Linked DNA regions of Pan troglodytes: region 1 is linked to region 2. A link is a contact called in public Hi-C data. All regions are on one chromosome and are shown on one strand. The core of a region is the stretch at or near the end of the contact, and the rest is flanking DNA. Distances in the headings are between cores, read along the strand shown. Region 1 holds the start of BCL7A (BAF chromatin remodeling complex subunit BCL7A). Region 2 holds the start of CFAP251 (cilia and flagella associated protein 251).

Region 1 (4,841 bases), core at 1,162-3,661, 100 kb before region 2:
AGAGGACACGATGTGTTGTTTCCCCAAACCCAGGGAGGCGCAGAGGCACAGCCCCTCAAGCTCCAACTACAGGCCTGGTCCCCGCGGGGTCAGCGGGCTGGAAGGCCTCCAGGCCGGCCGCCCTGGGGCCCGCGGGGTGGGAAGCCCCATCTCTCCATCTGCCCTCCCTGCAGAGCAGCTGGCCGCCCTGCGGGAGCAGCTGTCAGGGTGCAGGAGCCTCTGTCCAGCCGGGAACCTGGAGTAGGAGGCCCCACCACGCCTCCTCGAGCAGAGAAAGGCGGCTTGCCGGCTGTTTCCCAACCTCCAGGCCGGCGACAGAAGGGACCCAGGCACAGACACCAGTTCTTTCTTTGCACAGGGGCTGAGGCAAGGAGGGGAGCAACTCCGGGCTTCCCGCGGGGAATCCCACAGTAGAGGGGGCTGCGGGTTGTTTTCCAGCGTGTGTGTGTTGGCCTGCAGCTGTTTCTGCCATTTTTAAATGGCTCCAGTCGGGCACCGGGCACCCTGTGTACCAGGGGAGCTCCCGAGACACCGACGACTTGGATCTCAACTTTGGAAAGCCTCCCCTTCTCACGGTTCTGAAAATTCTTTGTCCCACTGGAGCCAAACCCAGCCCACGGCCGGGCATCCGGCCATCGCAGCCAGCCCTTTCCATAGGAGGCCGGGGAGCACGTGGACTTTATTGATTTTCCTCTTGCCTTTTTTGTTGGGTTTGACTCAGAAAGGACAGCTAACTTGTGACACCGCCACACCGGAGGCTCGCCCCCAGTGGCTTTTAGAGACCGAGGCGCTACTCGAGAAACGACACCCCCAAACGTAAACATCCCCTGCCACAGGGCCTGCCCAGCTTCCAGGCTCGAAATAAAGGGTCGAGACGAGCCCGCGGGCGCTGACACTCAGAGCCAGCGTCGCGGCGGCTCCTCTCCCTCCGGGACCCCAGTGAAGGCGTGGGAAAAAAATAATAAAGTTGAAATCAGGCAGCGGGGAGTTTTCAACAACTCTGACCCAACCTGGCGATCTGCTTGCGCCTCGGGCCTGGCCCAGGGGCCGATTCCGAGCAGACCCCGACGAGGCCGCGGAAAGGTTCGATCCCCTTAATGTCGACCGGGCCACGCCGGGCGGACGCTAATGTGATCCCGAAAACCACGCGCGGCCGCCACCAAGTCCCCCTCTCCCCCGTGCAGAGAACAAAAACAACAGCTCCCTCCGCAAAACAAACACGAGCTCCCGGTGTGGAGAGGCAGCCGCGGCCCAGGACGAACGGCTTCTGGCCAAAAACATCGGCTGGCCCGAGCCCCCCGCCCGGGGCGCCGTGCAGAGCGGGGTGGGACGTGGGCGCCCCGCGCCCCTGGCCGCTGGCTCCCAGCGCTCGCCCCCATCTTTCCTGGTCGCCGAGAGCCCTCGCTCCAGGCAGCCCAAAGCGCTAAATTTAAACGGCTCGCGCTCTGCAAACTCCGCAGACTCGAGGGCGCCGGGCCCGGGAGGCGGGAGCGGGCGGCCGGGCGGGCCGGGGCTGGCGGAGGGCGGCGGGGCGCGGGCCGGGGCGCGCGGGGAGGAGACGGCGGCGGCGGCCCGCTCGGAGCCTGCACAATGGAGCTCGCGCTCTCCCCGCCGCCGCCGGCATCGCGGCCCCGGCGCGCGGGAAGCCGCTTTCATGTGACTTGCACAAAACGAAATGGCTTCTGGGGCCGGCCCCGAGCCCCCCTCCCGGGAGCCGAGCGCCGCGGCGGGGGCCGCCCCGCCGCTCCAACCGCCTGGCCCCGGCGCCCGCCGCCTCCGGGCCGCCGCGCCAGGTGGGCTACAGGCGCGAGCGCACCTGGGCAGCGGCCGCGGCCCCCGCCTGGCGCAGGTGACCCGGCTCGCGCGCCGCCCGCCCGTCCGCCCGCCGTCGCCAAGTCCCGGGGCCCGCGGCGGGGCTGGGCCAGGGCAGGCGGCCGGGGCGCTGCGCCCCGCGGCTCTCTGGAGCCGCGCTCGGGCTCGGGGCGGCCGGGGAGGCGGCTGGCGGCGGGCGCCTCCGCTTACCATTTGCGCACTTTCTCGATCGCCGCCATGACCCTCTTGATATCATCTTTGGCCCGGCTCCTCGTCTCGGCTCGAACCGACCTGCCCGACATGGTTCCGGCGGGGAGACGGAGGCTGGGGAGCGCGCCCGCCGGGTCCTGCTCGCGCTCCGCGGCGGCCACACTCGCGCCCGCCCGCCGCTCACTCACTCGCGCACAGACACTCGCACTCTCACACGCACACACTCACACACACACACACACACACACACACACACATACACACACACAAAGCCCGGGGCCGCCGCGCGCCTGGCCCAGTGCGCAAGCGCCGGGCGGCAGCTGCACCGAGCAGGGGGAGCCGCGCCGCCGCCGCCGCCGGCAGTGCGGCCTCCGGGCGCCGCGGCCACCGGGCAGCGCCCCCGGGCCTCCTGCGCCCCCAGAGGGGACGCCCCGGACGCCCTCCTGGGGAGGTGGCGAAGGGCGCACGGCGACCCCCGGCTCTGGGCGCGCGGTGGGGGCAGGCGTGCGGACACGCGCGCTGACCCTTCCTCGGAGGCCGCAGGTGCCGAGGGGTCCACGGGAGACAGCCGGTCAGCGGGGCGCGGGGGGGTCGCGTTCCCCGGGAGCCAGCCCAGCTGCCCCTGCCCAGCCCCCGGAGCGCGGCGGCGGGTGCAGTCGTGCAAGTTTCTTGCGGGTCTCTTGACTTCTCCGAGTTGAAGGCACCGGTTCGGGACGCGAGGTGCTCTTGGAAAGAGTTGGGCATCGCGCATCTCTGCTGGCCCGCGGCCCTGTTCAAATGCGAGCTAGGACGTCGCCTGCCCCAGGCTTTGTCCTTTTGGAAAACTAGGGTTGTAGGAAGGTGCCTGGTGCCAGGCAGACCACCAGAGACTCTCGACCTTGAGTACTAAAGAGTTTTCTGCTCAGCAAAAGCTCAATGATGATCAGCATCGTAACAGGGACTCTTCCTCCCGCCCCCAGAAGTTCTCTTGTCATAAACAAGGGGAGGGGGTCTTCGCTGAGCTTCACCAGAGGACCACGATTTCACCTTAAGCCATTCCTGACTTCAGTACCAGACTGAGACCAGGCGCTGCTACTGCCCAAATGACCCCTGGTCCCATCTACAAGGAGCACTTTTGAGGCCTCAGAACAGAGCCCCGGGGAGAAATCTGCGATGATCAGGGTAACCTGGGTGCGGCATCTTGGTGTTCAGCTGCAGCGGAACCGGCCGGACCAGAGCTAATGCGCGCCCAGAATGAAGAGGGAGACCGAGAGTGGCCCAAATGTCAGCGCCCCGGGCCTGGAGATGACAGCCCGACAGCAGCCATTTCACAGCTGGGGAAACTGAGTCCTGGGAAAGTTCAAGGTTGCAGCCTTAAGTTGTTACTCATTCTAGACGTTTCCCCTGAGGGTTTGGTCTTTGGGGAACACGCTACTGTGGAAATGGAGAGACCGCAGGCCTTTTCCTAGGCATTTCTTTTTACTATTCTGAAACGCAGTCTCCTGACGTGAAAAATGAAGAAAAGAACAAATACCGGCCGGGCGCGGTGGCTCATGCCTGTAATACCAGCACTTTGGGAGGCCGAGGCGGGTGGATCACTTGAGGTTAAGAGTTCGATACCAGCCTGGCCAACATGGTGGGTGAAACCCCGTCTCTACTAAAAATACAAAAATTAGCCGGGCGCTGTGGTGGGCTCCTGTAATCGCAGCTACTCGGGAGTCTGAGGCAGGAGACTCGCTTGAACCTGGGAGACGGAGGTTGCAGTGAGCAGAGATCCAGCCACTGCACTCCAGCCTGGGAGACAGAGTGAGACCCTGTCTCAGAAAAAAAAAAGGCCGGGCGCGGTGGTTCATGCCTGTAATCCCAGCACTTTGGAGGCCGAAGTGGGCAGATCACGAGGTCAGGAGTTCGAGACCAGCCTGGCCAACATGGAGAAACCCTGTCTCTACTAAAAATACAAAAATTAGCTGGGCGTGGTGGTGCAGGCCTGTAATCTGAGCTACGCGGGAGGCTGAGGCAGGAAAATGCTTGAACCTGGGAGGCAGAGGTGCAATGATCATGCCATTGCACTCCAGCCTGGGCAACAGAGCAAAACTGAATATCAAAAAAAAAACAACAACAACAAAATAAAACAAAACAAAACAAAAAAAGAGAGAGAAAGAAAAAGAAAAAAAAGAGAAAGAGAAAGAGAAAGAAGGACTTCAGAAAATCGTTCCGAGAATTTTCTGGGAAAATATGCAACAGCAGGTCATAAAACAGATCTCACAGAGATATGTGAGATCAATAGATATGTGCTTTGGGCCACATGAAACTTTAAAAAAATGTATCTTAAAATTTAAAATAGGAAAATATTATGTCAGAATTCAAATAGTGACTGAGGAACAGATAAATGTGTCTATCCACACAATGGAATATTATTCAGCCATAAAAGGGAATGAATACATGCTACAACATGGGTGAACCTTGAAACACGCTAAGTGAAAGAAGCCAGTCACAAAAGGATAAATATGCATAAGTCCATTTGCGGGAGATATCTAAAACTAGGCGAATCCATAAAGACAGACATCAGATTGGTGGTTGCCAGGGGCAAGGGGGAGGGGAGAACAGGAGTGACTGCTAACGGATGTGGGGTTTCCTTTTGGAGTGATAGGAAAGTTCTGGAATGAGATAGTGGTGATGGTTGCAGAACAATGTGAATGTACTTAATGACACTGAATTGTACACTTTTAAATGGTTACAATGGTCAATTTTATGTGTATTTGATCATAATAAAAAGAAATCAAGGCTGGGTGCGGTGGCTCACATCTGTGATTCCAGCACTTTGGGAGGCCGAGGTGGGT
Region 2 (4,846 bases), core at 1,753-4,252:
CCCTCCTCCTCCTCTTTCTCCTCCTCCTCCCCTTCCTCCTCACCCGTTTTCCTCTCCTCCTCCTGAGACTCTCTCCATGCTAATGTGTCATCTTTTGATTCCTGTTGTGGATCTTCTACTTCTTTATAATTTGGATTAGCTTCCTCCTCTTCTTTCATTTCTGTTTCTCCATTTTCTCCTGTTGCTTCTCGGGGAGCTTCTTCTGCATCTGACATTCTTCTCTGTAGAGTTTCCTCTAGAGAGATTTTGACCATAATAACCAGCTGGCCCTCAGCTTCCCATTTCCTTCTCCTAGTGCGCTAACCTACTGATGAAATGTGCATAAATGGCTCTGTTCCCTTTCCATAGGAATAAAAAGAATGTCATGTTTCTGACCAGGCACGGTGGCTCATGCCTGTAATCCCAGCACTTTGGGAGGCCAATGCAGATGGATCACCTGAGGTCAGGAGTTTGAGACCAGCCTGGCCAACATGATGAAACCCCGTTTCTACTAAAAATACAAAAATTAGCTGGGTGTGGTGGCGGGTGCCTGTAATCCCAGCTACTCAGGAGGCTGAGGCAGGAGAATTGCTTGAACCTGGGAGGCAGAGGTTGCAGTGAGCCAAGATCACACCATTGCACTCCAGCCTGGGTAACAAGAGCAAAGTTCTGTCTCAAAAATAAAAACAAAAAAAGAATGTCATATTTCTGGCCAGGCACAGTGGCTCACGCCTGTAATCCCAACACTTTGGGAGGCTGAGCTGGGAGAATCAGTTGAGGTCAGGAGTTTGAGACCAGCCTGGCCAACATGGTGAAACCCCATCTCTACTAAAAATACAAAAAGTTGGCCGGGCGTGGTGGCTCACGCCTGTAATCCCAGCACTTTGGGAGGCCGACGCGGGTGGATCATGAGGTCAGGAGATCGAGACCATCCTGGCTAACACGGTGAAAGCCCGTCTCTACTAAAAATACAAAAAATTAGCCGGGCGTGGCGGCGGGCGCCTGTAGTCCCAGCTACTCGGAAGGCTGAGGCAGGAGAATGGTGTGAACCCGGGAGGCGGAGCTTGCAGTGAGCCGAGATCGTGCCACTGCACTCCAGCCTGGGCAACAGAGAGAGACTCCGTCTCAAAAAAAAAAAAAATACAAAATGTTAGCCGGGTGTGGTGGTGGTGCCTGTAATCTGAGCTACTCAGAAGGCTAAGGCAGGAGAATCGCTTGAATCCGGGAGGCGGAGGTTGCAGTGAGCCAAGATCATGCCACTGCAGTCCAGCCTGGGCAACAGAGCGAGACCTTCTCTCAAAAAAAAAAAAAAAAAAAGTCACATTTGTGGGAAACCTTTTTTTTTTTTTTTTTTTTTTTCTTCAGACACAGTTTTGTTCTTGTTGCCCAGGCTGGAGTGCAGTGGCACGATCTTGGCTCACTGCAATTACCACCTCCAGGGTTCAAGCAATTCTCCTGCCTCAGCCTCCCGAGCAGCTGGGATTACAGGCGTCTGCCACCACACCCAGCTAATTTTTGTATTTTTTCAGTGGAGGCAGGGTTTCACCATTTTGGCCAGTCTGGTCTTAAACTCCTGACCTCAAGTGATCCGCCCACCTTGGCTTCCCAAAGTGCTGGGATTACAGGCGTGAGCCATCACGCGCAGCTGGGAAATCTTAAAGTATATGTATTTGTGGCCCAGATCTTAAAAATACTGATCCAGGGCCTGTCAACTTTCTAGGAATAAACACCTTGTAGCCTTTTTACTCATTTAAAATATATTTATATTCCCACAGGCAACAAAATGCATAACCCACATATTAGCAACAATTCTAGAAACAGGAATACGAGAAGAAGCAGGGTAGCCTAGTGGTTAAAAGCAAGGGCCTTGCTGTCAGCTTGTCCCAGCATTGAATCCCATTTCCACCATGTACTTGCTCTGTGACCTTGGGCAAGTCACTTTACCCCTCAGAGTCTGCATTTTCTCATGGGCAAAATGAAAAGAATAATCCTAAATTCTAGGGTTGTTGTAGAAAAGTGATAACATATATAAAATGCTCAACACAATTCTGGCACATACAGCTTGAAAAAATGGTAGCAGTTGTTATTATTTGAGAGAAAAGCAATCCTAATGTGCAAAGAAATGAACAGTTTGAAAGCCTTCTGGCATATTCTCCATTTATTCCTTACCACAAACAAGAGTTTGAACTAGGAAAACAATAAGGGTGGATACTTTATCCCTAAAGAGTTGGACCCCGAACAAAAAAAATCCCCACATTTTCGGTGACATTAGAATAAAAGAACTCAACACTTTGAAAATAAAGTCCCAGAGAGTACAGAGTAGAAAAGGTATTTCTATTTTTTAATTTCTTTCTCAGCACGAAATGTATCAGCTCCTCAAATTCATCTCTGGTAAAAATAATAATAATAATAATAAAATAAATAATGAATGGATAAATGAGTTTGAGGCTCTGAGAGGTGAAGTGACTTATTCAACATGACACCGCTAGTAAGAACGAGATCTCTCTGGCACTTAGTTTCTCCAGCTGAAAAATCACTGCTCTGAATAAAGTCTAGGGCTCTCACCACCGAGCCTCTTTTGACTGAGCCCAACTTCGCCGGCGCGTCTGGACAGCCGCAGGGGTTTGGGGCAGAAGTGCCAGGTGCGTGGCTCTGTGAGGGGATTAAAGCCCAGGTGCGGCCTCTGCCTCCAACTCAGGTCTCCCTGGGGCCGCCCCAGGCCCCACAAGGGCCAGGTCGGGTGAGCGCCCCCCAAGGGGCGCCAGACCCCGCCAGGTCGGGGGCCCCCTCGCCAGGGCCGCGTGGCCTCCGCCCCGGACTTACAGAGAGCACCCACCCCGGTCTTCAAAAGGCCAGAGTCGTCCCGCCGCCTGGACCCCTCAGCCACCTCCCGGGCCTCCTTCTAGCGGCTGCCACCTTCTCCACCAGCTCCCTAGTTCTGGTTGCCATCCAAGCTCCGTCTCCATGGCAACCGCCACCGCAGGAAGCGACAGGCCCTAAAGCAACAGGGCAGGGCGGTGGTCACGTGCCAGGAAGCGGTGACGAGCATGCCCGACGTGCCCCCTGCTGGTCGCTGGCGGCATAGACATTCCTCGCTTTTCTGTCCTTCCTCCGCTCGCACGATCCCCACCTTTTCACATGGTCCCGTCCCCTACGAAGCTGCAGCGGCCAATACTGCCAATTTTTACTTTCCGCAACCTTGGCAAGATGGGGTGGAGAAGTATGAACTCGGATACAATGCTCTTTTCCAAAAGCAAACTGAATTTCCAGGTCTCATGGATGCAGCACACAATCGTCCTGCCTGCCTCCTCACCGGGCATCGCGTGTTGCAGACAATTCCAGCTGGCTGGGGGCAGATATGACACAGGGTGCACCAGCTTGCGGTTCTCAGCACAAAGCGTTTCCGCAAAACCGGTCTGGCTATATCTATTAGGATCATTCCACGTCAAAGTGGCTCTCCACTAACATCTCATGGAAGACGGCAACAGGTGGCCACACGGGTTTCCACTGGGAGCCCTGCAGGAAGCCAGCCAGAGCCACTGAGGCAAAAGGCTCTCTGCTGCTGTCATTTTAGGAGAATGTGAATAATTCTCCCCGCCCATACTGCCACGCCCCAGTGATGGTAAATTGATTAATATGCATACATCTTAAAATAAAAAAGAAAGGATAAACTGGGCAAGCTGTGTTTATTATAGTCTGAGACTTTATAAAGAGACTGGAAAATACGTGGAATTAGAACATGCAATTTAAACAGCAAACATTGGTAAACACAGCATGTCTGTGGCTACCAGAGGGGAATACGTATGACTGTCAGGTCAAATAGAGTTTGAGGGAATTCGCCCAATAGGAGGGCTTTGGAATTGACTGTGAGAACCTGTGGCTGGAAGCACACAGCAATACCAATCCCATCAAGGCAAGCTGGTATCTGTATCCAACCACAGCAAAACCAGGCCCAAGGAACACAGGGCTTGCCTGGCAGAACTGCCAAAACAGAAAGCGGTGTGCAAGAACTGGGGAAATGAACACTGATACCATGGAGAGGAAAAAATAATTCAAAGCATCGGCAGGAATCCCTGAGAACCATTTTACCATCTTAAAAGAGACAAAAAATAAAAGGGAGGAAGAATAAGCATTTTCAAGAGGTCTGATCTACTTGTTCCTATCCATACCTCAGCGGTTTACAAAATAGCGCTGATCTCAGGGCATAGCCAGGAGGTTCAATTATAAAAAGTCAAACTAGCAGTGGGCTGGGCACAGTGGCTCACGCCTGTGATCCCAGCACTTTAGGAGGCCAAGGCAGGAGGACTGCTTGAGCCCAGGAGTTCGAGACCAACCTGGTCAACACAGGGAGACCCTGTCTCTACAAAAAATAAATTAGCTATGCATGATGGTGCACGCCTGTGGTCCCAGATACTTGGGCGGCTGAGGCAGTGCCCACAGGGTCAAGGCTTCAGTGAACCTTGATCACGACACTGCACTCCAGCCTGGGTGACAAAGCAAGACCTTGTCTCCAGAAAACAAAAACAAAAACACACAAAAACAGAGGGGTTCTTACTACCGAAGTGAAAGGAGCTTGCTGCCCTCTGGTGGGTTCCTAAAGAGGAAGCTGACACTACACCATGCTGGGCCACCTGGGAAGCCTCCAGGCTTTCCCTGTTCTCCAAAGGGAGCTACTATGGCCCTGACAGCCCAGCTGCTGAGGAAGCACAGTACTTAACAATTTCCGTATCCACAGCAGCAAGGCCTCAGTGCAAAGAAATATGTTGGTCAAAGCCTGACTTCACAATTGCTAGCCTGTTTTGCCCAACTTTCTATGAAGCTCTTCTGACCCCATCTGAGCTTTGGTTTGGGAGGGTCATAAGAAATT

The links. Hi-C and Micro-C count contacts between places; a contact is called where the count stands out from the background.
Region 1: a contact with region 2 is called in a Hi-C map of stem cell-derived neural progenitor cells, with 2.6 times the contacts expected there. The contact joins the promoter of BCL7A here to the promoter of CFAP251 in region 2. A contact is called at or near these places in 1 of 7 Hi-C or Micro-C datasets (stem cell-derived neural progenitor cells) and 1 of 1 datasets of contacts at active chromatin or transcription factors (stem cell-derived excitatory neurons).

The regions. Positions count from the first base shown.
Region 1 is chr10:128,855,273-128,860,113 of NHGRI_mPanTro3-v2.0_pri, reverse strand. It overlaps BCL7A (BAF chromatin remodeling complex subunit BCL7A), which reads right to left and starts at 2,411. Exons shown (of 6, transcript XM_016924434.4): 1 at 2,023-2,411. The coding sequence starts at 2,114.
Region 2 is chr10:128,752,615-128,757,460 of NHGRI_mPanTro3-v2.0_pri, reverse strand. It overlaps CFAP251 (cilia and flagella associated protein 251), which reads right to left and starts at 3,002. Exons shown (of 22, transcript XM_063785153.1): 1 at 2,803-3,002; 2 at 1-235. The coding sequence starts at 215. It overlaps PSMD9 (proteasome 26S subunit, non-ATPase 9), which reads right to left. Exons shown (of 6, transcript NM_001246400.1): 6 at 3,649-4,846.